Linked DNA regions of Mus musculus: regions 1, 3, 4, 5, 6 and 7 are each linked to region 2. A link is a contact called in public ChIA-PET, HiChIP or PLAC-seq, Micro-C and promoter capture Hi-C data. All regions are on one chromosome and are shown on one strand. Each heading gives the region's core, a stretch centred on a gene start, on an enhancer-like site or on the middle of the called end of the contact. The rest is flanking DNA. Distances are from core to core; before and after follow the strand shown. Region 1 holds the start of Camk2n1 (calcium/calmodulin-dependent protein kinase II inhibitor 1). Region 2 holds the start of Otud3 (OTU domain containing 3). Region 3 holds the start of Mrto4 (mRNA turnover 4, ribosome maturation factor). Region 4 holds the start of Akr7a5 (aldo-keto reductase family 7, member A5 (aflatoxin aldehyde reductase)). Region 5 holds the start of Mul1 (mitochondrial ubiquitin ligase activator of NFKB 1). Region 6 holds the start of Ubr4 (ubiquitin protein ligase E3 component n-recognin 4). Region 7 overlaps Capzb (capping protein (actin filament) muscle Z-line, beta).

Region 1 (3,554 bases), core at 946-3,445, 460 kb after region 2:
ACATCCAAGTGCACAGATGAAATTATGTAAACATTGGGAACAGCCAAATCAGCAGAGAAGGCAAGCACCTTCACGTGGTCGGTGCTGCTTTCGGGAAGTGGTTCAAACTCCAGAGCTATAATTGCACAATATTTACCATATATAAAAAGAAACAGGTATTAATCTTGACAAATAGCTGCAACTGAGACTTTTTTCTTTTATATGTGTGTATATAGTGATTTTTATTTTTTTTATTTTATTTTTTTACTTTTTGTGTGTTTTTTTTTAACTTTTGTTTTTGTAGAGGAGCCCAGAGCCACCGCTACCGCTGCTACCACCACCACCACCACCTCCACCACCTCCACCTCCTCCTCTTCCTCCTCCTCCTCCTCTCCACCTCATCTGTCTCCCGGCCTGACTTGAGACACAAGTTGTCGATTTCATCGCAGGTAGCAAGCTATTAATAAATTTCAAAGTGCTTTCTCCCTCCTCCTCCTCCTCGTGCTTTTTGTCAGTAACTGTCACAGCCCGCCACTCTTCTTATTCTTTCCCTCAACACATTGTCTTTGGGGCAGTTAGACACCAGGGGGTGCCTTGTCGGTCATGGTTTTCAGCACGTCATCAATCCTATCATCTTCAATAACAACTGCAAAAAAAAAAAAAAAAAAAGGGGGGGGAGGGGAAGAGAAATGTGAGAGAGCTTGGGCTAGCCAGGGGTCGCAGATACTTTGTCTATCCCCATTATGGAGGTGCAGGGGAGGGCGAGGAAGGAAGGCTGGCTGTTCCAAGCAGGGTGAACAGCCCCATTGCCCTAGGCTCCCTTCCCTGCCTGGTTCTGAACTGCCCCACTGCCTAGCCCTCATCCTAGATGGATTCTAAGAAGGAGCAAGCCAGAGGGAGCCATCCCAGCTCGACTGCAACCCGATGCAACCCTTTACAAAGAAGTCTCCTAGGCTGATTCTTAAGGAGAGAAAGGGAAACTGAGGTCTTCAGATCACTGGTGGCGGTAGCCCAGGCCGGGTTCAAAGATGCCCGGAGCAGGAAGGAAAGCTGGGGTAGGTTCCCACGCCGATCAGCGGCTGCAAAGTTTAGGCCTGGCCTGAACGGGTGTCCCCCTCCCGTTCTCCCTTCCCCGTTCCCCGGTCTGTAGCCTCCGCCCCTCCGCTCTCTGTGCCACCGCAAAGGGCAGAACCTCCCTTCGCTGCCGCCTGGGGCTTTACCTTCAGTTGCCTCTTCCGCCTGCCTCACTGCCTCCACTGGCCTCTCTCAGTCCCTCCACCGGTCCCTGTACTGGATGATCAGATCACCTGTCCAGAACTCTGGGTCTCTACCCGTAGGTCTCCTTGTCTGTCACCCTCATTGTTCCAGCACTTCAGCGTCCTCCCTAGACTTGAGTCCCAGGCTCCCTTACAGCTCCCTCGCTTTAGCTCTCAGCCCACCTCGGTCTCCCGACCATCTCCCCACTTCACCTCGCCACCCCAGTCTTTTCCGGCAGCACCCTGAGTCTCGGTTTCCCTGGGGCTTCTCCAACTCCAATATCTCAGGCTAGACCACCCTTCTCCCCTCTGCCAAGTAACAGTGAAAAGCCAGTGCGACCTGAATGCTCCTCGCCCTTCCCCGCGGGAGTTAAGGTCCTTCCCCTGCAGCGCCCCACGCAGACCCCTAAGAAGCTCCAGGACCCCTTACCCCAGGGTGGCCGAGCAGAGAGAGTGCAGATGCGACTCCACTGCGCAAAAAGGGGGAGGGGTGTGAAACCTAAAAGCAAACTTTGGTGCGGTTGAGGACGCGGGTATAACCTTTGGGCCTCGGCAGCAAGTAGAGGCTACCACGCCCCCGGGTGACCCCGCTGGTGGCCCGGACAAGCGGGGACTCTTGCCCGAGGCCTGATCCAGCTTCCGCCGCAGGAGGGATCCCTAGATCTCGCAGATGGTCCTCCTACTACCGCGGGGACCCCTGAGCCCCAGCCAGGCTGCAGCACCAGCACCGCAGGGGGTAAGGGGCGGGGAACTCACCGCGCTTGCTCCGGCCGATCTGGCCCAGCTTGGGAGGCCGCTTGCTCTGCCCAGCCCCGAAGAAGTTGTTGGTGTCCTGCAGGCGGCACGAGAAGATCTGGCCCACGTCGCCGCCGTCGCCGTAGGGGCTCAGCTTCTCGTCGCCGTAGGGCAGCACCTCCGACATGGTCGCGTCCGGGGGCTCCGAGGCGGCACCTCCTCCGCCCGCGTCCCCGCCCGCGGAGGACAGGGTCAGCGGCGCTGGGGCCGGGGATGGCCGGCCGGGGACGGCCCTCGGGGCTGCCGCGGCGCTGGGGCCGGCGAGAGGCCGGGGAGGGACACCGCTTGGGGCAGGAGCGCGCAGCCCGCGCGAGCGACCCAACGAGCGCCCGCAGCTGAGCTGCGCTGCGCTCGGGCTCCGCGCGCGAGTGGCTGCTGCTCCGGCAGCGGCGGGCAGGACTCACATCCTCGGCGCTCTCGGGCGCGGGGCGGGGGCCGAGCCGGGCGGGGCCGCGACGCGCGGGGAGGAGGGTGTCCCTGCGAGCCCGGAGGGCGCGGGACCGAGGTGGGCGCACCCCGGGGAGCGCGCGGGCCAGTCCTGCCGCGGATGCGGGCGGCGGCAGCGGCGGCGACTCGGGGACTGTGAAGCAGCGAGCGGCCGAGGGGGAGGGGAGCAAAAAGGAGGGAGGGCAGGGGGAGGAAACCCGGAGGGAGGGAGGGAGGGAGGGAAGAAACCGAGAGGGCGACGGGGAGAAAAACAGAAAGACAGAAGAAGGCAAGGGGAGCGGCGGGAGGAGGGAGGGTGAGGAAGGAGGGAGAAAAAGAAAAGGGGGGAGACTAGATTTGGATCGGAGAGGCAGAGCGGAGAAGCGAAAGAGGGAAAAATAGAGGGTCGGAGAAGGAAGGAGGAGAGAGGGGGGACAGAGGGAGGCAGGGACGAAGGAGCAGCCTGCGAGCTGCTAGGGAGAATGCCAGCCCAGGCTGAAAGCGAGGCGCCAGAGGAGGGAGGGAGGAGGGGACCCGTGGGCCTCGGGGAGAGATCCCTGGAAGCTAAGCGACGTCACGGGGCCGCGCCGGACCGCGGCTGGCTTCCTGCCCCCGCCCCCGTTCCCTCCGTCCCGCCTGCGCTGAGGGGCCCCGGTGCGCCCCGCCCCGCCCCGCCCCGCCCCGCACGGCCCGCGCCCCTCCCGCGCGGTGTTTACCCGACCCGGAGCCTGTGCGCGCCGGCTCGGCTGGCTGTGACTCCCGAGGGGAACCCGAAGCAGTGGGAGGGGAGGGGACCGAGGACGCACCGGCCGGGAAGGACGCGGATGCTGACCTCCCTGGAGGCCAGTTACAGAGGTCAAGGATCGGAGCGTACTGGGCCACCCGCGGGCACTCCTCTCCCTTCCCCCACCACACTTGTGCCCCACTTAGACCCTGCCGGGCATTCCTCTATCCCCGTGCCCACTGGATCTGCCAGGAAGGCCTTTTTCTCACTTCTTGTCCCTCTGTGCGGGGGCCCTGGCTCCCCCCGCACCAACCCCGGGGACAAGAAGGAGGGGAGGAGGGGGCAGCCCCGCCTCCCGCGGGATAGGGGAGAGC
Region 2 (3,546 bases), core at 594-3,093:
TGTATGTGTGTGCATGTATGTATGTGTGTATGTGTGTATGTATGTATGTGTTGTATGTGTGTATATGTGTGTGTGTCTGTGTATGTGTGTGTATATGTGTATGTATGTGTGTATATGTGTATGTATGTGTGTATGTGTGTATATGTGTGTATGTGTGTGTGTGTGTGTGTGGGTGTACCATGTGTATGCAGAGCTTGTGGAGATCAGAAGAGAGGACCAGCTCCCAGCTCCCCTGGAACTGGATTACAGATGGTCATGAAGCACCTTAGCACCTGGGAACTGAATCCAGACCCTCTGTAAGAATCACAAGGGCTCTTAGCCACTGAGCCACCTCTCCAGCCCCACACCTCACCTTTGACAACTTCAACCATGTAAAAAAATGCATTTGATTTTATACACTCTTACTTACTCCGTCCCTCACTCCCAGGAATCTCCATCACCGTCTTGACTTGATATTTTGTGTGGGTAACCATAGGCACAATGAGTTCATGGTCTATCTCATTTCTTGTCACAGGATGTCTTAGTTAGGGTTTTATTGCTGTGAGGGAACATCATCACCGAAAAGGAAGTTGGGGAGGAAATGGCCTATTTGGCTTCCTCAGTTGAGGAAGTGTCTCCATGAGATCTGGCTGTAGAGCTTTTCTTAATTAGTGATCAATGGGGGAGGGCCCAGCCCATTATGGGTGGTGCCATCCCTAAGCGTGTAGTCCTGGGTTCTATAAGAAAGCAGGCTGCGTGTTGTCAATTCCTTTAGGCTCTGCCCAACAGTTACCTAGCAACAGCTTGCGTTTCTCCCTGCCAGGTTTGAAGACCACTGTTAACCATAATCTCTCTCTCTCATATCCCTGACTGGACCCTACCTCTGTTTCTCTCTTCTCTTTCTGTCCTTCTCTGTCCCCCTCCTTTCTCTGCCTCTACTCCTTTTCCAGGTTCCCTTCCCTTCCCTCGATAAACTTCCTTTTGTTCTAGGCCTGTCGTATGGTGGTGAGTCCTCAGAGGAATGGGCCTGCTGAGGTTCTCCTGCCGCCACATTATACTGCCGTTTTATAAAACATAACACTGAGCAAGTCAGGGGAAGCAAGCCAGTAAGCAGCGCCCTCCATGGCCTCTGCATCAGCTCCTGCCTCGGGGGTTTTAGACCTGCTTGAGTTCCTGTCCTGATGGCCTCCAAGGATGGATGCTGATCTTGAAGTGTAAGCCAACTTGTAGCTCACTGATTGGCTAAACTGCCTGGCAGTGAGTGCAGTGGGCTGTCTCTTCCTCCTTAGGGATGGGATCACAGGGGCTCTCTGACAGGCCTACCCTTCTTAAAGTGGGTGATGGAGATCCGAACTCAGGTCGAACCTGGCATATGGAGCAAGCACTTATATGGACTGAGCTATTTCCCTAGCTACTGTAGGCTGAGTTTTTAAAGGGTCTGTGCACGCACGCAGGCGTTTGTAATTGATTGCGGATTAGCGCATTCTAGACAAACATATTCCCTTATCATCCTTTCCTTGTCCTGGAACTCACTCTGTAGACCAGGCTGGCCTCGAACTCAGAAATTCGCCTGCCTCTGCCTCCCAAGTGCTGGGATTAAAGGCGTGCGCCACCAGGCCCGGTCACCCTTTCCTTCTTTTCCGCATTTTTTTGCTCTTGCCTCTCTTCTGACATCCTCAGTCATCCTTGACCTGTCTGGTCCCACTGCGCCTCACTGAGCACTACCCACCACGAGGGGGCAGAAAATAACCAACAAAACAGGTGCTTCTCTAGTCTTCCTATCTTTCTCTATGGTGCCTGCTGGCCCCGCCCCGGGGGCGGAGCTACCACCACGTGACCTGGCTGCCAGGCGACCGCGCCGGCGCAGTGGCCGCGCCGCTGTCGCCAGGCGTCGTCCCCCTGCGCCGCTCCGCCCGGTGGCCGGCTGAGGCTGCGGCCCCGGGCTCTGCGGCTCCGGCTCCGGCTTCGGCTCCTTCCGCGGCGAAGCCGTGTGCCGCCGCAGCCATGTCCCGAAAGCAAGCGGCGAAGAGCCGGCCGGGCAGCGGCGGCCGCAGAGCCGAGGCGGAGCGTAAGCGGGACGAGCGGGCGGCGCGCCGGGCGCTGGCCAAGGAGCGGCGGAACCGGCCCGATCCTGGCGGCAGCGGCTGCGAAGAAGAGTTTGTGAGCTTCGCCAACCAACTGCAGGCCCTGGGGCTGAAGCTGCGGGAGGTGCCGGGGGACGGGTGAGGCGGGCCGGGAGTGCGGGAAGCGGCGCTGGGGATGCGCAGGGCCGGTCGCTGAGGGGGAAGCAAGGGTCAGGCTTGGTGGAACGCTGCGGCAGGGTCCCCCGAGGGTCCGAGCGGGTCTGAGAGGTGACCTCGAGGTGCAGCTGTCATGAAGCCGAATGGGAAAGGACCTAGGTCCCGCTCGGTGTCATGCTGGCCCTCCTGGGTGTCCTCGCCCACTTTTGCACTGGGGTATCGAGGGCGGAGAGCTAAAGGTAGCTTCCACAGAGCTTGCTTCCCACGTTTTGGGTTCCCCAAGTAAAAGGCATGAGAGTCCCGGGCCAGCTGTTTCTGGGAGCCGGATACAAGAGTAGCAGCTGGAAACAGAACGGAGGAAGGCGAGGGGAAGCAACTTAATGGAACGGGGACATGGGTCCAGGAACGTGGGGAGAGAGAAGGAAAAGAATAAAGAAACGGGGAGAGGAACGGGTTAGCAGGTCCGAGGGAGCCTGCCTGCTAGGTGTGTTGTTGCAAGAGGCACTGTTAGTGTGTTCTCCTCTAGGAATGGTCAGGTTGAGCCATGGAAGAATGGAATACAGCTAAGGAGTCTACAAAGGCAGATGTGGCAATGAGACTGGGGGATTTGCCTGGGCTATAGGGTGACAGGGTTTCAAAAAACAAAACCCAACAAAACCAAACCAATCTTTCCCTCTTGAGAAAGTCTCGCTATGTAGTCTTAGGGCTGGCCGGGAATCCCCTGTGTAGACCAGGTTGCCCTTAAACTCATAGCCATCTGCTGGGATTAAAGATGTGTGCCTCTGTCCCACTACATAAAGTATTTTCTTCATTTGATACACTACGCTGAATTTTATTGATCAAGACTCAATAAACTAACCCCATTTGTATCTCCTGCCTTCAGAGCTTCCGGCAAATTGGATAGGTATTTTGTTTAAGTTGCAATTAGAGTTAATTGTATTCAGCTACTGCTTCGAACAGTTCCTGGGTCATAGGAGGCATTCAGCACTTTGTTTTTCAGGGATTAAAAACTGTTAAGGGAGGCCACCTAGCTCCAGTAGAAGTACAAACTGCGGTAGACATCAAACCATCAAGTGAAGCTGGGCGAGGTGGTGTGGGTCTTTAATCCCAGCGCTGGGAGGCAGAGGCAGCGGATCTCTGAGTTTGAGACCAGCCAGGCTTACAAATGGAGCCAGGGTTGTGACACACAGAAACCTGCTCTTGAAAAACAAAACAAAAAGCATCAAAGTTGAATGCCGTGGCCCCAGGTGTGGGCATTCTGCAAATGGTTAGATTGTATCTGTCATACTGAGCAGGGTTTCTCTGTGTCAAAGAAATAGGCTAGGGA
Region 3 (3,734 bases), core at 262-2,761, 440 kb before region 2:
CACGCAAGAAGTGCGTGCTAATGAAGAGCTCCGAGCATACGCAAGAGTTCTGTGCAACGTACTCAGAAGCAAAAGAAGGCAGGAGAGAACTGCCACCATATACATGGGAGACAATACCAGTCTGCCAGCTAAATGTAACACCTACCTACTCAGGCAACACCCCAGAGTCCTCGGCCTAATTAATTTTTAGCGGCAACAGACTTCCAGGGGCACGGCTTGCACACTGTTGCAATGGGGAAATGCTGCTGTCTGAGGCACACTGATTGAGCCTGGCATTTAGATGACATCTCTCATTTAGACCACTGTGTTATTTAGCCTAGTTTGTTTTAAAGGAGCTTCTGGGGTTTGATTTTTTTTTTTTGGTTTTTCGAGACAGGGTTTCTCTGTGTGTAGCCCTGGCTGTCCTGGCACTCACTTTGTAGACCAAGCTGGCCTCGAACTCAGAAATCCACCTGCCTCTGCCTCCCGAGTGCTGGGATTAAAGGCGTGCGCCACCACGCCCGGCTTTGGGGTTTGGTTTTGTTTTAAGATTTATTTATTTATTTTATGTATGTGAGTACACTGTCACTGTCTTCAGACACACCAGAAAAGGGCATCAGATCCCATTACAGATGGCTGTGAGCCACCAAAGTCCAGATAGGCTAATGATTGTTGGGACCAGGACCCAAAATGAACACCTTTAAAAAAAATACATATGTATGTGTGTGTGTGTGTGTGTGTGTTAGTTGTCTGTCAATTTCCCCAGAAGCATACAACTGATAAGTAGCCAAATGCTTATTCAATCTGAAATAAGCACAGTCAGAAGGAAGGGGTGAGCGAACGAATGTCAGTTTGGAGAGGGAGAGGCCACACTGCACCCAGAGAGTCCCTCAGAGGAAAAGGCTCACTTTAGAACTTGTGAGACAAGTGGACTAAGTGACACCAGCTAGTTTCAGGCTTAAAGTTCACTGGGGCTAGTGACCTGGGACCCAGAAGATCACAAACCTGACAGCCACAAAATCGGACATGACAGGAAAGGAGGGAACTAGTGACCTCTGACCAAAACCCTTAAAGCCTGCCTTCACTGCGGAGCAATCTGCACCGTCACACACAGGGCGGCTTAAAGAGCTCCCTCCATGCTTAACATAAAGCTCTTGGGTTGACATCTTACGACTCTTCATATCTGAAGAGGAGACTCTCACATTGTCATTCTGCACAGGGTGCAGCATTCATTCATTCATTCACTTCTCCCTGAAAGCACCCTCCCGCACCCCCGTTAAGTTATAGTCTGGGTTCGGCTCCATAGCAAATCTCCTTCAGATTAGCAGGAGGGAGACAGATGCTGAGGAAGCAAACACCGACGTCCTGGAGAAGCGTCACCTGTACGCACCAGTCAAACTTGCCCACTTGGTCTTCGTAGACCGCGGCCGCAGGGACGAGCAGCACAGCAGCCCAGATCCAGAACCCAGACGCCACCGCGACCGCCATGATTGAAGCCCAAGCACCGCCTGCCGCCAGCCCGGCATGCACCGGGCCTCAAGCCCCTCCCTCCGCAGAGCCATAGAGAGGAACCGGTTCGCGAGGGACTTGGTGGAGTGCTCGGGACTCGGAAGCCGCCGGGACTGGAGGGACCCGGGACCTGGGCAGAGAAGTGGCCTTCAGGACACTGGGCGGAGCGCAGGCGGGGAAGAGAGGGCTCGCCACAGTTCAGGCACACGCGAGGGGCAGCCCCGAGCGCCGTCCCATAAGCCCCCGCGGCAGCCGGGTCCTAACCGGCCGCCCAGTCTTCCGCCGCACGTGCCTTTGCCGCGATGCCCAAATCCAAGCGAGACAAGAAAGGTAGGTTCGGGGGGCCTGCGTCAAGGGGGCGAGGGGGACGCGGGTGAGACGCCGGGGCCTCTCCGAGAGGCTCGGCCGGCCGAGATAGCGAGAGAGCTGGAAACTGGTCCGGGCCGACAGCAGTCGCATAGCCCAGGCTCTCCTCGAACTTGCCAACCAGGATAGTCTTACACAACTAACCTTGCTGCTTCTACCTCCCGATTGCTGGAATTACAGGCAGCATCACTAAACCAAGTACGCTCTTGTTAGGCAAACACTACCCACATAGCACTGGTCTACATCCCCTGGCATGTGCGAGCGACCGTGTGTGTTTGAGAGAGGATCTTGACGATGTAGCTCAGATTTGCTTAGGACGGTCTCATTATCTCAAGAAAATAGGGGTTTTACAGTTTCGACTACTGCATGTTTTGTTTGTCTATTTATTGCTGGGGCCTTGAACTCTTCCAACTGTCTGCCTTGGCCCCAAATACTAGGATTCCATACTGAGCCACTACATCAAGCTAGCGGGCTGGCGCTTTTGTGGGTGTTAGAAGACAAGACAGTTGAACAAAAAGGGTCCGGCTTCATCAGACTCACCACCTTAGTTAGGGGTGTGTGTCTGTCTGTCTGTCTCCTATACCCCTGTCAAGTCAGTATAATGTGTCAGGTAGTCCAAGTGGAGTATGGAGCAGGTGGGAGTGATAGTGTTTTGCATAATGTTGTCAGGAAAACTCTCAGCGGTTAGAGAAGGTCGTTTGGAATAGAGGGAACACAAAATGAAAGGGGTCTGTGGTGTGATTAACATATTGTGGGACAGCCAGTGTGGCCATAGTGAACAAAGTGGGCTTAGAGGAAAAGACCCAGCCTTTGGTGTGGCTTTGCTTTGAAAGGGTCCCTTGATAGCACAGAGAATATGAAGGCAGCAAGGCCAGCAACCACCTGCAGCATGCTAAGTCGCACCAGAATCCTAGCGGTGGAGAGTCCGGGAATGACTGGCTGGGTGTGACTGTGTGCCTTGTAAAGAGGGACTGTGAGTGGCAGGCAGGGTAGATGAATGGGCCATATCGGCTCCTGGGGACACCCAGGGCATTATAGCTGATGTTTTAGTAAGTTCTTATAGAGTCGTTAGGGTCTGGAAGGAGCCCTGGACAGATGTAAGCAAAGGCCGGGAACTCTTGGGAGTAGGACAGATAGAGCCTGGGTCACTTTTCAGTAGAGGTTGTGTCCCCCATCTGCCCTCTCCCCAGCGTTGCTGTAGTCTTGGGTTCAGATTACAAAAATGAAGTGTAGGTATATAACAGAATAGGAAAGATAAGGTCCCAACAGGATGACGTGGTACATGCCTGGAATCCCTCCACTTAGGAGACAGAAGTAAGGAACTGTATCTTGAGTTTAAGGCCAGCCTAAACAGCTTTGTAGCAAGATTGTGGTTTTTACAAAAGGAAGAGTTGGTCCCTGTCATTCCATAGCCCCACCTTGGCCAGCAGGTTGGGAATCCCACAGACAGCGCTCTATCCGCAGGAATATTGAGTATGGTAATACTGCAATAAATGCAACAGTCGGCCCAAGGAACTAAGGGCACTTTGTTTATGGCAGGGGATGTATTTAGGGATCTTAGGGTCCAAGATTGCTAGGAAAGCAAACGCTCTGTCAGCCTTGAATGCCAGGAATGACTGTCCATTGCTGCCTCTGTCACACTGGCTTAGTTTAGCCAAGCCTCCAAAGAGGGAAGCAGAATTAGTCTCCAGAGCATCCACACTCACAGTTGCCACCATCTCTTTTTCTTGGTTTTTAGTTTCTTTAACAAAAACTGCCAAGAAAGGCTTGGAACTGAAGCAGAACCTGATAGAAGAGGTAAGTGCTTGCTTGTTCCTGTGTGTGTGTGTGTGTGTGTGTGTGTGTGTGTGTGTGTGTGTGTGTGTGTGTGTCTGTCTGTC
Region 4 (3,904 bases), core at 498-2,997, 400 kb before region 2:
ATCCCTTTCAGACCCTCAGAAGCCTGTAATGCAAGCGTACTGTAGCTGCTCCTCAGTGCTCTGCACTGTTTCTTCCCAGATATGGAACCAACTACCTGGACTGATGGACGACGGCGGAAGGATGGATGGATTCTGGCAAGAACAAGGGGAGCCCTCTGATCCCACAGGATAAAGGCTAGAAGACCACAGCATCTCCTTACTACAACACCCGCCCCAGCCCCAAGGCATTCTTTCTGTAACCTTTTGCCTGAGGACTTTGGCCCATTGAGTCTTCAGAAGCAGAAATGGGCTAAAGAAGGGGGGGTTGGGGGAGAAAACTGAAATGTTCATTATCAGTAATGTATGTCATCCAGGTGAACTCTACAGCATTCGGCTTGAGAGATCCACTCACTTAAGTGAGCTTTACCCCATGTGAGTCTATGGAGCCCACTGTACAGGAACCGGGAGGAAGAACCTCAGAACAGGTAAAAGTGAGGCCTCTTTACGTATCAGGCACCCTCCTGAGACTCCAATAGCTTCAAGCAAATGAAGGGCGGTTCCCCTCCCCTTCCAACGCGGGACACGCGTCACTGATCACACACGTACTTTGCAACTCTCAAACTCCATATTCCAATAGCTAGGATTGCAGTCTCCGGTGCACCCTACTTACACTGTAGGGCCCATCCCCAGTTCTCTATGGGCTCTGCCTACTGCTCTTCCCGACAAGCTACTCTTTCCTGCACTCCTCAGCAATCGCGGCTACAGTCTTCCTCGTTGGACCTTTAACTCTCCGTGGAGAAATCACTTCTCCCACGGTAGCCTACAGAGCTACAGAGTTTGCCATTGTAAGACCTGGCACAGAGAATGGGCACAAAGGCCGAAATGCCCTCTCCCGACGCCACCTTTCCGCCCCTGCCCCCAGCTGGGCCCTAGGCATTGTTGCCACAGGTCTCCTTGAGATCCACAGGTGCTGTCGACTGCACGGGACAAAGTCTAGTCCGGACAAAAGACCGGAATGATAAGCATTCTCCAGGAGCGCAGAGGTGGTGAGGGCAAGAGGGGTAGGCACGAACAAAAAGCCTGGTGGGGATGGGGGGCGTGTCGGGGGTGGGGGGGCGGCTATGGACAACGGTTGGCCGGGAGGCAGGGATTGCGGTAGGAAGCAAAGCGCCCAGAGTAGGCTAAACATTAGCGTAGGAAGCTTCCTCGCACCCGCCTCGGTAGCTGCAACTAGAAGTTTCTAAGGAGAGGCGGGACAAAGTTCAGTTCACTAGTTCAGGACTCCAGTTGCCTTGGGAGCTTGGGGTAGACCCAGCTGTGGATCCGGAGCTTCCGAAGCTCCTGGATGCAGATCCTGGCTGGTGCACGCCGGTTGCGGGCACCGGCTCAGCTCTACTCGGTGCGGGGGGCGGGGGAGGCCGGGTGCAGCGGTTACCTGTGCAGTCGCCGCTGCCCAGCCCGAGCCCCAGGCCGCCCAGGATGTTCTCGGACTGGCCGTCGCAGTACATGAAGGCCGTGTCCAGCTCGCTGTGGCCGCGCTCCAGGAAGGCGCGGACCGAAGCGGCGCTAGCACTCGCATCCATGCGACGCCCCATCTCCATGGTGCCCAGCACCGTAGCGGGCCGGAGAGGGGCGCCAGAGGCGGCGCGGGGTGGCGGAGGCCGGGACATGGCGAGAGGACGCCCGACCGAAGTCCCGGAGCGCTGCGCGGAGCGAACAGCAGCGCGGCCCACGGCTCTGGACGCTGCACGCAGCATGGAGACTGCGCCTGCGCACTCGAAGCTTCAGGCTCCGCCCACGGCGGGGGGCGGGACTTCGCGGAGGTCAGCTGATCCCGGCGGGCTCGGATCCTGAAGCTGACACCGGCTGTGGATCTTGAACTGGTGAGGATGAAGGGGGCTGGCGGCTGTCCCGGGCTGGGGGGTCGGGACTCCAGACGCGCCCAGCTAAGTCTTTTCTACACCCTCCTCCAGCTCTGCACGGTCCCCGGCGCTGGTCCCCTCCTGGGGAGCGGGATCGTGGGTCTCTGCCCAACCTGGCCAGGGATCCGGGACGGCCCCACTTCTTACCTGCAGGTCCTTGCCTTCCGGCCTCTCGGCTTCCCTGGACTGGGCGGCCTTGTTTTCCCTGCTCTGGGTGGGGGCCTCGCGGCGCTTGCCCCAGCCGCTGCCCTATCATTATCCCTCCGAACCCGCAGAGTCACCGGAAGGAGTTAGAGCCTTGGTTTGGAGGCCAGGAATGGGTAGGATCCCGGAGCCATTGCGCTCCCCTGACACATTCTCCGTAGCTCTGCAGGTAGGGAACCCAGAATGTCCCATTCCTCGCCAAGCTCACCGCAGGATTCCACAGAGGGCTGGTTAGAAATGTGAGGTAAAGGCAGGCGGATATCTGAGTTCGAGGCTACCCTGGTCTACAGAGCTAATTTCAAGGCAGCCAGGGGCTACACAGAGAAACCCTGTCTCAAACTGCTCCCGTTCCCACCTGCCCAAAAAAGAAAGAAAGAAGTGTGTAGTTTCAGGTTCACTTCGTGTGTACTCCATGCTACAATGTGGTCCAGGGGGCTACAGCAAGAACAGAATATTACTGTTGACTGTGCCAGATAGGCTTTGGTGGGAAGCACCTTCCTGGCTTTGCTTGGAATTGGGGAAGAGCTGGATGTGGCAGGAGATACTGTCTCCTGGCCAGCCTTTACGGACATGAGCCGCGAAAGCCAATCCCCTAGTGGGGAATGTATGTAGCTCAGTGGTAGAGCACTTGACTAGCGTGGGATATGGAGGTTTGGCCTGGGTTTTATTGTAGTCTGCATGCAGTTTAGGAGGTAAGTAAGTGCCTTTTAGGATTTCCTTCATTGTATACATCAGAATGCTGAAACTCCAACACTTGCCCAGAGCGACATCTCAGCCCTGGGCCCGCTCAATTTACAAGTTTCCTTGCATACGCTTCCCGCTCCCGCCTCCCCTCTTTTTTCTTGTTCTGTTTCTTTCCTCCTTTTTTTTTTTTCTCTTCATCATGCTTCCTTCCCTCTCCCTCTCCCTCTCCTTTACATTTTCCGAGCCTTTTGTTGTACAGCTGGTGCATCCAGACCCACGAGACTGGGAAGGATACAGACAGGGGAGAGGGGAGAGAGACTTGCTTGAAGAACACTGGTTAACAGGGACAGTGTTGCCTCTTCTCCAGGATTGTGTTCCAGGGGACTGGAGGCGGTGGCGGCAATGTCCCTTGGATAGGCAAGTTAGAAATGGGTCAGGGTATCTCTACTAGGCATTTGTGATAGAGAAGGATTCCCTAGAGGAAGAGAGAGGCTGTGCAGGTGCCTGGGACTCTGAGGACCTGGGGCAGGAGATGAGGTTAGGAGGGTCATTCTTGGGGTCCTTAGGACCTTGCCTCTGTGATTTTGAACTTGATCCAGTATCAGAATGGAACCTGCATCTGCTTTGGTGGGGAGCACCTGCCTGGCTTTCCTTGGAGTTGGAGGGGAAATGGGCGTTGTAGGAGATTGTCTCCCCGACCAGCCTTTAAGGACATGCACCATGAGAGTCAGAATCCTTCATACTAGTGGGGGATACAACTCAGCATTAGACCATTTAACTAGCATCTATGAGGTCCTAGACCCAAGCTTTGGTATCAGGAGTCTTTGCAGAGACTGGGAGAGCTGCATGAACCCAGGGTCCCCGTTCATCTGGTTCCACTGGTGTGGAGAGGCTCCACAGTGGTCAAGATACTGGGGTCTCATCTTTAAGCCATCACTCTCACTGGGTCAGATGGGAGGCTCATAGCTTTATGTTTGGCTCAGAAGGATGTTAATTAGCCCCAGTTCATAGACAGGGTCAGCCAGGCTGACTCGCTTGCCTGAAGCCACTCAACCCTACCTGTAAAATGGGAACAGTGTTTCCCTACCCAGCCTGGGTATTAGATGTTATGAGGA
Region 5 (3,745 bases), core at 316-2,815, 480 kb after region 2:
CCCCCCGCCCTTTCAAGGTTCGTCAGCTTGACAGGTGCCACAGAGCAAGGCGGTCAACTAAGAAAGGAGGACAAAAAGTGTCGTGTTGCTGGAGTTCCAGGCAGAGCTGTGCCACGGTACCCATAAGAGCCAGCCTCAGCCACCAGTCCTCAACAAGCCAACTACAAAAGCTAAATTAACAGCGACAAGCCAGTGAGGGCGAAGACCCCTGGGGGCTCCGCTCCACCCCAGCTTTATCTCTGGGTCCTAACACAAAAGCAAGGGCCTTTCACATCTTTACCTTATTACTTTTTATTATATGGGTGGTTTTGCCTGCATGCATGTCTGTGTATCACATACATGCCTGGTACCCAATAGAGGCCAAAAGATCACCTGGGACTGGAGACAAAAATAAAACAGAGACGGAAATGTGCCGTCTGAGCTGTTAAGTGCAACCCTCAAATGAGAATGTAGTTTTAAAGTAACTATAATATACAAAGAAATGACTGTAGAAACCTGGAGCGGAGCGGTTAAATAGATGAGCCTTTAAGTTCTCTGTTCTCCAAATGAGCCTCTAAGTTTGCTGTTCTTCACGTTGGAATCACCCCTGCCTTACATATCTTCACATCCTCCATCTCCGACCCAAGTATCACCTTGTTTAAAATGGCGACGCCCCCCTGTCAATGGCCATAATCTAGAATCACTTGGAAAGAGTGTCTCAACAAGGAACTGTCTATATTGAGTCAGCCTGTGTAGGCATAGCTGTTTAGACACTGTCCTGATAGCTCTAACTGAAGGGGGGAAACTCGCTGTTGTGTTGTGACTGACACCATTCTCTAGGTCTGGGCTCTGGACTGTTTAATAGTTGTTTCTCTCGACTCAGACGTGATTTGCAGCTGACTCAAGTTCCTGGCCTGGACTTCCCCGCGATGATGAATGGTAACCTGAAACTACAAACGAAATAACCCTTCTCCCTCTCCTAAGCTGCTTTCTGTCAGATATTTTACTATAGCAAAAGGAACGGAACTCTCCGTTTCCCTATCTTTCCGCTTTTCTCTGCCCTACTCCAACCCGATTCTCGCCCTATCACACGATCCAATTACGTGTAGGCGTGTGGTTGACCTAGAATGCACTGTGCACCAGGACAATGGCCTGTTTTTCTCACTACCTGGTGCCCAGCAGGTTTTCGAGAAACAGTTTTACAGCACTGCAATAACGTCCAGTGACACTGAGGGTCACTGGGGGGGGGCAGCCTCGCTGCAGCAGGTGCCCGGGATCCCCTCTGGCTGCGCGTCGTCTGGGGCCCTGTGGCTCCCCGGTGCGCCCCGGCGCGAGCTGCCAGTGAGACCGGGCTGCCCACCCCACCCCCCGCACTGACCTTGAGTTCCTGCGCGACCTGGGCCTTCTGCCGGTATATGGAGTACAGTACGGCGGTGACCATCGAACTGGTGCCCAGCAGGATGACCTGGCCGAGCGACGGTCGCGAACCGCTCTCCATGGCGACCCCAAGCCGCACCAGCCGCCTCGAAATCACCTGCGACCCCTACGCAGCCGCGCAGCCCTTCCCGGAACCCGTCGCCCGTCGATGACGTAAAAACCGGAAGTGGAGGACGGGGGTGGAGCAAAGACGTTGCCTAGGTGGTTGCGACGTTACTGCGGCCTCCTGGGAAACCGGTGGGGCTGGCTGTGGTCACGTGGGAGCTCTCCCTCCGGGTTTCTAGACGTTCTTGCTCCGTTATTGTTAAATGACATCTAATTTATCCTATGAGAGCGTGCCTTGGTGCACCTATAGAGGGCAGGACTCGATCTGAGCGTCCCGGTTTCTCCTACTTTATGGGTCCTTGGGATGGAACTCAAGTTCTTAGCCATGGTGGCAAAGCACCTTTACTCACTGGTCTGTTTCTCCAGCCCTTGCTGGATTATTTGATGTCGCCGCCGTCAGATGGGGAGCTGAGTAAAACGCGTGTTCAGCACCAAGAAGTGTTAGGCTTTAAGCTATCGGAGAACCTTGAAACCTGGCTTTTAAAGATGAAGAAACTAGCCCGGCGTGGTGACGCACACCTTTAATCCCAGCACTTGGGAGGCAGAGGCAGGCGGATTTCTGAGTTCGAGGCCAGCCTGGTCTACAAAGTAAGTTCCAGGACAATACAGAGAAACCCTGTCTCGAAAAACCAAAAAAGAAGAAGAAGGAGGAAGAGGAAGAAGAAGAAGAGAAGAAAGAAGAAGAAAAAAGAAACTGGGGCCAGAGGGGATGGAGAACATGGTCGGAGCCATACTGCAAAGGAGAGCTGGAGAAAAATTAGTCCAGCTTCAAAGCCCTCAACCACTACACCAGTTGAATTGATTCTACACCAGTTGAATCGCGAAAATAGCTCTTAATCTACTGCCACGCCACCCCCAAAACAGCATACTGCTTATTTAATAATAACAGCAAATATTTTTATTGAGTGACTATTATATGCCTTGTACTGTAGTTCGTATTTCTTAGGCCTGGCCTGTGTTTCACTCCACTATCTAGGGACCAAACCCAGGGTTTCAAGTGTTCTTCCACTTAGCTCCGTCCCAGTCACTCCAGACCAGCATTTGATGCATTCAACCACTGCCACAGTAGAGTTTCAGGAGAGGAAACTGAGGCTTCGGTTAAGAAATACACACAGTCCAGCACTCAGGAAGCAGAGGAAGGCAGACCTCTGAGTTCAAGGCCAGCCTGGTCTACAGAACGAGTTCTAGTACAGTTGGGACTACACAGAGAAGCCTTGTCTCAAAAAAACAAGTGGTGGGGAGAATATAAATACACTCAGACCTTTAACTAAAAATGATAATGGGCTTCAACCCAGGTGACCTTTGGAGAACTCGTCCAACTCCTCTCAGACATCAGAGTCGCCGCAAGTCTTAGCCAGCACATCTGCCTGCAAAGCCTGGGTTCTCCTTGCAGTGTCCTATAGGTTATCCTTTAAATTCCTCAAAATAGACCTAATGATATTCATTGGAGTGCTTTTTAAATAACAAAAGAATAAAAATGATCTAATTCCAATAGTCAGTTGGTTGAATAAAATTTGAAACGTTTGTTGAGGCAGGAAAAACGTTGGGACAGGAAAAAGAAGCACGTTTCTCAGCAATTTGGTCAAAGGCTCTTGCCAGAGAAGAATTCCAGCATAAGGGTGCTAAGACAGCTAGCCGGTAAAGCTCTGCGCTTGCTGTCCAACCTGAGTTCAGTCCCTGGGACCCACGGGATGGAAGGAGAACCGACTGTCAAACACGGTCCTCTGATCTCCGCTCACAGGCTATGGCGTGTATATTGCCAACATGTGCACAACAAATAAATAAATGTAAAATATAATTCCAGCAAAATTAATAATTGCCCAAGGCCTTCCTCCCTTCCCAGCAGTAAACCTGCGATTTTCTAGGAATTTCACCAGAAACCTCATTTGCGGAAAACCTGCAATGTACCAGCTCCCTTCTGCAACCCTAGGGTTCTAAATCGGAATTCTATCCAAGGCAACTGCAATCTCACATATCAAATGACAGGGAGGGGCTTCTTAGCAACTGCTTGAGATGTAGCATGAGAGCCACCTAATGGGTCTAGCTAATGGTAAGCCAGTCAATTGCCATGTTCCCCTGGGGAACCTATTCCCACACTTGGGTGTGTCTTCTCAATGCTTCCTCTAACCCTCAAGATATCTATAATAAAAATCTCCAACTCTGTCTCATTATACTGACTGGCCCTGGAACACTTTTTTTTTTTTCGTTGAAGCCAGGAATCCAT
Region 6 (3,880 bases), core at 588-3,087, 470 kb before region 2:
AGTGAACACTGTGACCGTAAGCAGAAAGCATGACTCAGGAAAACTAGCAGCAATTTAAACAGTGAAATCGGAGGCTGCCGCTGGCTGAGGATGGGCTGAGGGGTTGGCACCCAAACCTGATAACCAGAGTTCAATTCTTGGACACTAAGATAGGAGAGAATCAACTCCTAAAACTTGTCCTCAGATCTCCAGAGTGCGCTCAAGCACAAGCGTGCTCTCTCTCTCTCTTCTCTCTCTCTCGTCTCTCTCTCTCCCTCTCTCTCTCTCTCTCTCTCACACACACACACACACACACACACACACACACACAATTGAATTACAATAGGGCAGAGAGATGGTCCAGTGGTTAAGAGCACTTCCTGTTCTTCCAACCCAAGTTCAGATCCCAGTGCTAGTGCCAGGCAGGTCACTGCTGCCCCTAACTCCATCTCTAGGGGATCTGAAGCCTTGTTCCTGCCTCCTGGGGCATCCGAATACACAGACACACATACACGTGGATTTTTTTTAAAAAAAAGGAGGAAAAGAAGGTAAAATAAAAAGATGCTAGATAATTTGAGACTTTCTGATACTTGTTTTCATCTTCAAAACAACCTTGGGCATAATTAAGCAAGAAAATCTATTTGTTAGAACTTAAATTATCAAACCCAGACACTATTTTATTATAAATTGTTAAAGATCATTCATCCAAAACATCACAGGCAGTGACAGTTGTTGTGATAAATAATAATGCCAAACCACAGCAATTTCCAAATAACACAACTTTCCAAATAACCTTTAGACATATCCTGCTGACCAGCAAGGTAAAATGACCCGCTTAGCAATTTCAGAGAGTTACTGGGGCAAGTAAACTTGGTTTGGCTAGGAAAACGAAAGTGAGAAAACAGGCTTTAAAAGCATGAGTCTTCTATTAAACTCATTTGCTCTGAGCCCCGTAGTCAGGAAAAGGTAGACACAGAGATCACCACATTCCCATGAAGAAATACGACTCTTGCAATCTAACAATCTGTATACAAAGGTATGAACACATTAACAGCAAGCCAAGGAACAGTCCCGTAAATAAGAGTCTGTAAAGCATTTTATTGAGAAAGAGAAGGACTCCGATCTCGGATATACGCAATTACAGTGCAAAGTAAAACCGAAGTATTCAGTGGTAACTAGTGGCTTCAGTCACAGAAACAGCACGTGCCCCCAGTTATCATAGCACCAAAGAAAGACCGTTATTAAACTATGTGGTAGCTCTCCAAAGTAAACCTCCGGTTCTGGTGACAGGGAGAAATGCAAACTCATCCACGCCCTGACCTTAACGCGACTGAGGTGGATGGGGAGGGGGGGGGCCGGGGGCAGCGGGCCGGGTGACACTGGCCCAGCAGCACCGTGCATCTCAATAGCCAGTTCTCAAATGCGTCCGGCCACGCCCTCCAGCCAGAGCAACCATAAAAGTTTTGCTCCGGAGGGTAAATCAAGTCAGGGATGGTTCACGCCAGAGCTGGGTGGAAACCAGAGGCGCTCTCGTTCCCAGCGCCCGGGAGTCCCGAAGGCATGCGTGGGGTGGATTCCCTGACAGAGTGGACTCACGAACCGGCCCGTCCTCCCCTCCCCCCCCACCCCGCCCGCCGGCGCCGCCGCCCGGTACCTCTCGATGACTGAGGCCACCAGCTGCGGCAACTCCTTCATCTCGAAGGCGGAGTAGGACGCGGACAGGAGGGGCCGCACCGCCACCTCCCAGCCCGGGGTCGTGTCCTGCCCGGTCGCCGGGGCTCCGGGCGCTGGAGCTGCTGCCGCCGCCTCTTCGCCGCCGCTCGTCGCCATCTTTCGTCGTACTACTGCGGCTCCCTCCGGGGGCTTGCCACCGGCCCAGCGCCGCCTCCCGGGAGGGGGCGGAAGTGACGCAATCGTGCGCGTCAGACAGCGCGCCGCGGGTCGCCCAACAAAAACGCAAAGACCTGGACGGCCTCTGACTTCTGCGGGCTTAACCCAGGGTAGTGCGCCTGCGCACGATTGAAAATGCCAGAGGAGGGCTAGGAGCAATGCCCTCTGCGCGTGCGCCATGGCGGCGAGCAACCCTGCGCATGCTCGCGGGAAGCAGTAACTACCGCGCGTGCGCGGGCCCCGCAATAAGCGGCAATATGGTTCCCCAACCTCCTGGAAATGTAAGTTTGTGACTTGGATTCGGAAGAGATGTCTGAACGGCGCCATCCTAGGACAGACAGGGGGGAGAGGAGGCCACAACCTGCTCAGTGTTAGTCACTTCCTCTGCCCAGTGTACCGCATGAGCAGCCAGCCATTCTAGCGCTTACCACTTGGCAAACTTTCTGCGCACACCTTCGCTTAGTAATGATTTTCTTCATGAATTCCTATTTCGCAGCCACTTCTTTATATATTTAGAATTCCTTCGATAATAATCTAGAGAGAACGTTAAGCTTTTTTGAAATTTGGTCCCTATAGGCCAAATTGTCTGCGAACCTTCCTCCCTCAGACCCCAGAGGGTAAGCATTAGTAGCCATCGCAGCAGTCTTTCAGGGGCCCCTATTTGGGTTGACTGTTGATTTCAGCAATCCTTCTATCTTCACCTCCAGTGGAATTACAGGTGTGGGTGTCCACACCTGTTTATAGTTCTGTCGGGAAGGGGGAGGATGGTCTTATTTTATTCGGGCGTTTCCACTGTAGCTCAGGCTGACATGGAACACTAACACAATCCTCTTGCCTCAGCCTCTCAAAGTGCCAAGATCATCACCACGTCTGGCCATCAGCAGTAATAACAAGTCTCATATTTCTGGCTTTGGGGTGTCAAGGCACTCGGAATAAACATCTTCCTTTTCAAATACATAATTTAGTAGTGGAGGTTCTTGGGATAACATCTATGTTGTAAATTTAGACTGAGGAGCTCAAGAGATAACTTGACAGTTCCATTCTCACCACCCAGGTCTAGCTGTTATGGTTGTAACTCCAGTTCCAGGAGATCTGCTGTCTTCTTCTGGACTCTATAGAAACCTCCATTCCCAGGTGCACACACCCTCCACACATATACACACATGTATGGTGTGTGTGTATATATATATATATATATATATATATATGCGCGCACATAAATCTATTTAAAGTGTTTGGTATGCCATCACTGGGGAGGCAGAGAATTACCACAAACTCAAGACCAGTCTGGTCTACGTAGCAAATTAAAGCCTGTCAGGAATATACAACAAGACTCTGCCTCAAAAAAATAACATACATAAATTTAGATAACACTGAAAAGCAGTGTTAGATGAAGCACAAGTTTCAACACTATTCCAATCTAAAAGGTAAGATAGTACTTTCCAGAATAGTAATATTTTATGAACTAAAAATGAAGGACTTTTAATTCCGAGAGGCAGGGGGGGTGACCTGAAAATTTAGAATTAATTGCAGGGCTGGAGAGATGGTTGAACAGTTAAGAACACAGGCTGCTCTTCCAGAGACCCCAGGTTCAGTTCCTAGCAGCTAGACTCCCAGCTACAGTAACTCTAGCCCCAAGGAATCTAACACCCTCTGGGCCTTTCCCCACACCCAGCCTGGGGCACACACATGTACATAAATAAGAACAAATGTTAAGGGAATTAGAAAAGGGGCTCTCCCAGAGGGCACAGTTTCAGTTCCCAGCACCCACATGACCGCTCTAACTATACTCCAGTTCCAGGGGTCTGATGTCCTAGCCCTGGATTTTTTTGACACCAGACATGCATATGATACACATACACACAGGCAAAACACAATATACACAAATAGTAAAAATAATATGAAGCCAGGCATGGTGGCCCACACTTTTTTAATCTCAAGGCTCAGAAGGCAGAGGCAGGCAGAGCTTTGTGAATGCAAGGCCAGCTTGGTCTATACAGGGAGTTCCAGG
Region 7 (3,451 bases), core at 447-2,946, 360 kb before region 2:
CGAGGGGCTAGCCACTTCAGTGAGGCCCGTCAGGATTATGCACCTATGTGAACATATTCTCTACCCTCCTTAAGATCCTTAAAATGGATCATGATTTGTCTTCCGAGTCTCTGAAAACCCCTTTCCAGCTGCATATCATCAGTCACATTCGGAGTCCACGCCACAGTCTGCACTGCGGAACCAAAAAGCGAAAACATTCTACACTCACAGTGACCTCCTGGAGAGAAGTAAAAAGGGTCCTGGCCCGAGGACCTTGTGGAGGGTTTGATGCCGAGGTGTGCAGAGCCCGTGGATGGAAAGTTGCTTTGGGAACCTGAGCTGTAACTGTGATCCACCCAAATGGCAGCCTTGGCCAGCCCGAGCTGCAGATGGAACGAGGAGATGGGCCTTGAGTGGCTTTGGAAGCTGGCCTACAATCCTGCCTCCTGGAACAGTGGCCAGGTCCGAATGCAAAGGTTTCACATGCACTGAGTCCCGGGCCACAACCTTAAAAACAGAACAAAACAGCAAGGCCAAGGCCAGGACATTCCTGCTGGAGCTGACCTTCCAGTGCCCTCCAAGAAACTAACTGTGGTTCTAGGGTTCACAGGGACCTCCCTTCAGCCATGGGCATCTGCCCGGGTAACTGCCTCCGGTCTGGGCTCAAGCCATGAGACTCTAGTCTCCACGGTGCTGACCCAGGCCCACAGACCCATATGGCAGAGGCTTAAGGAAGAGATGAAGTCTCAAAGATGCTAGGTGGGGGTCTTCTTCTGAAGCTTCTTCTGATTGGTTAAATAAAGTCAAGGCGTCCAGGGATGGCCGCACACCTATAAGCCCACCCTCAGAAGGCCGAGGCAGGACGGTCTAGAGCTGGGCAACGTGGGCAAGGGCCTGTAAAGGTATGGCTGGAGACAGCTCTACGGGCGAGAGAACTTTCTGTGTAAACAAGAGGATCTACTTTTGAGTCACTAGCACCCACATAGAAAGATGGCCTTGGTCAGTGACGTGGCTTAGCAGGTAAGGACATCCGCTGCCAAGCCTGACAACTTTAGTTCAATCCCCGGGCCCACATGGCGGAAGGATAGAGCTAACTCCCACAGACTGTCTTCTGATCTCCATATGTACACCCATGTAAAATAAATACACTAAAAAAGTACGCTAAAAAGAGAAAAAAGCTGAGGCCAGATGTAGAGGTATACACCTCTGTAACCCCAGCACTTGGGAGGCAAAGGCAGGCGAAGCTAGTCTGGTCTACAGAGTGATTTCCAGTCTAGCCAAGGCTGCAGAGTGAGGCCCTGTCACAAGATCAAATCAAAACAAAACAGAAAATCCAAAACAAACGACAATCAACAAAAAAGAAAAGCCAGGCATTGTGCTTACCTGTCAACTTAGTGTTGGGGAGCAGAGACGGGCAAACCCAGGGAACTCACTAGCCAGCTACTCTCAGTGAAAGGCCAGCTTCAGGCTCAGTGAGAGACTCTACCTTATAGGAATAAGGGGGAGAGCAGTAGGGGAAGACACCCCAGGGCTCCTTTGGCTTCTCATGAGGACACACATGCAAACACACACACACACACACACACCCCTAAAATAAGGCTAAAACCAAAGCTGGGAATATTGATTGGTTTCCTCACGTGGGAACCTGAGTGTCATAAGAGCTGGCTCATAACCTCTTCCATCTTTCTCAAAAGCTCCTGTTACACAGTTCTAGGCACAGGCACTCAATAGCTCCCAGGGCAAAGGTTTGTTTCAGACACTGGGCACAGCTGAACACCTTACAACCACCTAGAGCAGAAAGGTCAACCTCCTCACCCTGTCTTCCCACAGAACTCCAGATGGCTCCCATGGACTCCTACAGTTTCCCAGTCTTTCAATCCTGCAGTGTGTCCCTCCTGTCACTATGATCCACCTGTCTACAGCTCACCAGGGCCCCTCCTATGGTGGGAGAACAGTACTCAGCTTAGCAGTCCACGGCAAGGCTCACGCCGAGCCTGTAGCCGCCCCAAGGACACCTGTGGCCAGCAACTTGTCTTCTTACGCATGGATTCAGACTCTGCTGTCACTCACAGGCCCTGGGCCACCCTCCCACAGAGATCTCTGTGACTCAGAATATATGAGAGGAAGAGGCAAGGCGAGAGAGTATGAATGCCTTCTAGACAGATACAGTGAGGCCCAGGCGAGGGCGCTGCAGGGGAAAACGAGGTCATGGAGGGGCTAGACTCTGGCACCTCTGTCAAGATGAAGACAGATCAAGACAAACGAAGGTCTCGAGACCTCTGAGAGATCCGATGACTAAGGCGGTTGGCGCAAAGGTATATCAGGGTCTAGTAAACCTGTTAGAATGGTCTAACCGGTGGATGCCCTTCATCTGTGCCAAGCTGGCAGTGGCAGCCACTCTTGGATTCTGAAACTTTCCCCTTGCCCACTTCACCCTTCTGTCACAGACAGGGCCTTCTGAGACCTCACTAACTAGAAGCACAAGATTGTCAGATGGCCGATGGGACATTTTTACTATGATTATCATGTAGACTGGCAGGGACAAGGTCACATAGGCAAGGCTCTCCTGCTTGATGACAGTTTGTGCTAGGGAGAAAAAACCCACAGAACAGATACATCCTAGCATGAATCGAGGTTCTAGCTCCCAGACAGTGACTTCTTCATGTTCCTCCCCAGTCTCTAAGTGCCAAGTCCTCAGTTACCAAGAGTGGTTGGCTTCTTGGATCACCCTTCACATCCTTCTGATGCGAGAAGGATGCTTCTCACAGGCGAGAGCGACTTAACTTCAGCTCGGGAATGAGAAGAGCCCCAGTGGCCCAGACAGGTGCTGAAGCTGGCTGCCTCCTATCTGTGACTAACATTCCTTTGTAACCCCTGGCTACAAACTCCTGATTTGCCTATCTCTGGCCAAGAGGAGAACCCAGGAGCTGCCCACATGGGCCAGAGTGATGCTCAGAGAACTGCAGACGTCCATAACTGCAGGGCTGGGCAATAGATGCTGTTCTAACTAGTTATACCAGCTCAGTGTAAGGGTGTCTGTTGACAGTATGTCTAGAGACAGGAGAGGGTGACAGATCAAGAGTCCTGCCTCGATGCCTATTAGCAGCATCCAACTATTCCCTTTTGGCCCCTATATGCGCTGAACTGCTCAGGAGGCCTTCCTGCAGAAACATGAAGTGCTGTTTGATGGGAGCAAAGTCTCACCTCCATGGCCCTGGGAGCTAGTCTTGGCTACACACAAAGCAGAAAAGTTAACCTTGGCTTTGGATGGCTAAGTTCAGATAAGATACAGATCCCAGTCACCCTTGTTTGTGCGATAACAGCTGTTTTTACCAGTTATAGAACATGTCTCAGTCTGCCCACAGACAAGGGGCAGGGATTCTGTGGAAATTCCTTCCAGTACACACAGGTGCAACAATCCCCTGAGCAAGCATACCGATCGACTTAGGCATGTGTGACTTTAATGCCAGCC

The links. Promoter capture Hi-C pulls out the DNA fragments that hold promoters and counts their contacts. Hi-C and Micro-C count contacts between places; a contact is called where the count stands out from the background. ChIA-PET counts read pairs in DNA pulled down with a chosen protein or histone mark. HiChIP or PLAC-seq counts read pairs in DNA pulled down with a chosen protein or histone mark.
Region 1: a promoter capture Hi-C map of embryonic stem cells shows a contact between it and region 2, with 2.8 times the contacts expected there. The contact joins the promoter of Camk2n1 here to the promoter of Otud3 in region 2. A contact is called at or near these places in 2 of 39 promoter capture datasets (cranial neural crest and embryonic stem cells), 1 of 484 Hi-C or Micro-C datasets (embryonic stem cells), 15 of 115 datasets of contacts at active chromatin or transcription factors (astrocytes, embryonic basal ganglia, embryonic forebrain and 7 more) and 2 of 9 other capture datasets (adipose tissue and embryonic stem cells).
Region 3: a contact with region 2 is called in a promoter capture Hi-C map of second pharyngeal arch cranial neural crest. The contact joins the promoter of Mrto4 here to the promoter of Otud3 in region 2. A contact is called at or near these places in 8 of 39 promoter capture datasets (cranial neural crest, frontonasal cranial neural crest, hippocampal neurons and 5 more), 5 of 484 Hi-C or Micro-C datasets (cerebellum, cerebral cortex, double positive thymocytes and 1 more), 7 of 115 datasets of contacts at active chromatin or transcription factors (the 230-238 cell line, astrocytes, cardiomyocytes and 4 more) and 2 of 9 other capture datasets (adipose tissue and pancreatic islet).
Region 4: a Micro-C map of embryonic stem cells shows a contact between it and region 2, with 2.1 times the contacts expected there. The contact joins the promoter of Akr7a5 here to the promoter of Otud3 in region 2. A contact is called at or near these places in 6 of 39 promoter capture datasets (the 3T3-L1 cell line, cranial neural crest, embryonic stem cells and 3 more), 1 of 484 Hi-C or Micro-C datasets (embryonic stem cells), 15 of 115 datasets of contacts at active chromatin or transcription factors (the 230-238 cell line, astrocytes, craniofacial prominence and 11 more) and 4 of 9 other capture datasets (adipose tissue, liver, macrophages and 1 more).
Region 5: an H3K4me3 HiChIP or PLAC-seq map of forebrain shows a contact between it and region 2, with 5 times the contacts expected there. The contact joins the promoter of Mul1 here to the promoter of Otud3 in region 2. A contact is called at or near these places in 7 of 39 promoter capture datasets (cranial neural crest, embryonic stem cells, hematopoietic stem and progenitor cells and 4 more), 2 of 484 Hi-C or Micro-C datasets (the G1E-ER4 cell line and embryonic stem cells), 13 of 115 datasets of contacts at active chromatin or transcription factors (astrocytes, bone marrow-derived macrophages, craniofacial prominence and 7 more) and 2 of 9 other capture datasets (embryonic stem cells and liver).
Region 6: an RNA polymerase II ChIA-PET map of memory CD8 T cells shows a contact between it and region 2, with 34 read pairs. The contact joins the promoter of Ubr4 here to the promoter of Otud3 in region 2. A contact is called at or near these places in 3 of 39 promoter capture datasets (cranial neural crest, hippocampal neurons and pre-B cells) and 5 of 115 datasets of contacts at active chromatin or transcription factors (astrocytes, bone marrow-derived macrophages, embryonic forebrain and 2 more).
Region 7: a contact with region 2 is called in a promoter capture Hi-C map of liver, with 3 times the contacts expected there. The contact joins the enhancer-like site here to the promoter of Otud3 in region 2. A contact is called at or near these places in 3 of 39 promoter capture datasets (cranial neural crest, liver and neural stem cells), 13 of 484 Hi-C or Micro-C datasets (the C2C12 cell line, the G1E-ER4 cell line, bone marrow-derived macrophages and 9 more), 9 of 115 datasets of contacts at active chromatin or transcription factors (bone marrow-derived macrophages, embryonic basal ganglia, embryonic forebrain and 6 more) and 3 of 9 other capture datasets (adipose tissue, embryonic stem cells and pancreatic islet).

Annotation. Positions count from the first base shown.
Region 1 is chr4:138,453,789-138,457,342 of GRCm38.p6, reverse strand. It overlaps Camk2n1 (calcium/calmodulin-dependent protein kinase II inhibitor 1), which reads right to left and starts at 2,195. Exons shown (of 2, transcript NM_025451.2): 1 at 1,992-2,195; 2 at 1-625. The coding sequence starts at 2,157. The coding sequence ends at 555.
Region 2 is chr4:138,912,265-138,915,810 of GRCm38.p6, reverse strand. Otud3 (OTU domain containing 3) reads left to right here and starts at 1,843. Exons shown (of 8, transcript NM_028453.2): 1 at 1,843-2,201. The coding sequence starts at 1,984.
Region 3 is chr4:139,350,353-139,354,086 of GRCm38.p6, reverse strand. Mrto4 (mRNA turnover 4, ribosome maturation factor) reads left to right here and starts at 1,511. Exons shown (of 8, transcript NM_001290810.1): 1 at 1,511-1,818; 2 at 3,593-3,651. The coding sequence starts at 1,791. Emc1 (ER membrane protein complex subunit 1) reads right to left here and starts at 1,500. Exons shown (of 24, transcript NM_146157.4): 1 at 1,370-1,500. The coding sequence starts at 1,467.
Region 4 is chr4:139,308,587-139,312,490 of GRCm38.p6, reverse strand. It overlaps Akr7a5 (aldo-keto reductase family 7, member A5 (aflatoxin aldehyde reductase)), which reads right to left and starts at 1,747. Exons shown (of 7, transcript NM_025337.3): 1 at 1,415-1,747. The coding sequence starts at 1,736. Slc66a1 (solute carrier family 66 member 1) reads left to right here and starts at 1,783. Exons shown (of 9, transcript NM_145384.3): 1 at 1,783-1,862.
Region 5 is chr4:138,432,492-138,436,236 of GRCm38.p6, reverse strand. It overlaps Mul1 (mitochondrial ubiquitin ligase activator of NFKB 1), which reads right to left and starts at 1,565. Exons shown (of 4, transcript NM_026689.3): 1 at 1,358-1,565. The coding sequence starts at 1,477.
Region 6 is chr4:139,378,616-139,382,495 of GRCm38.p6, reverse strand. It overlaps Ubr4 (ubiquitin protein ligase E3 component n-recognin 4), which reads right to left and starts at 1,837. Exons shown (of 106, transcript NM_001160319.1): 1 at 1,634-1,837. The coding sequence starts at 1,809. It overlaps Emc1 (ER membrane protein complex subunit 1), which reads right to left. Exons shown (of 24, transcript NM_146157.4): 24 at 3,761-3,880.
Region 7 is chr4:139,271,711-139,275,161 of GRCm38.p6, reverse strand. The region is part of intron 4 of Capzb (capping protein (actin filament) muscle Z-line, beta); the gene reads right to left. Among named protein-coding and RNA genes, the nearest start is that of Slc66a1, 37 kb to the left of the region's middle. Within about 2 kb of position 1,696, at least 10 of the 459 cell types and tissues checked have an H3K27ac peak or open chromatin away from gene starts, as enhancers often do. A contact at or near this core is called in cerebellar granule neurons and liver, where this site is marked.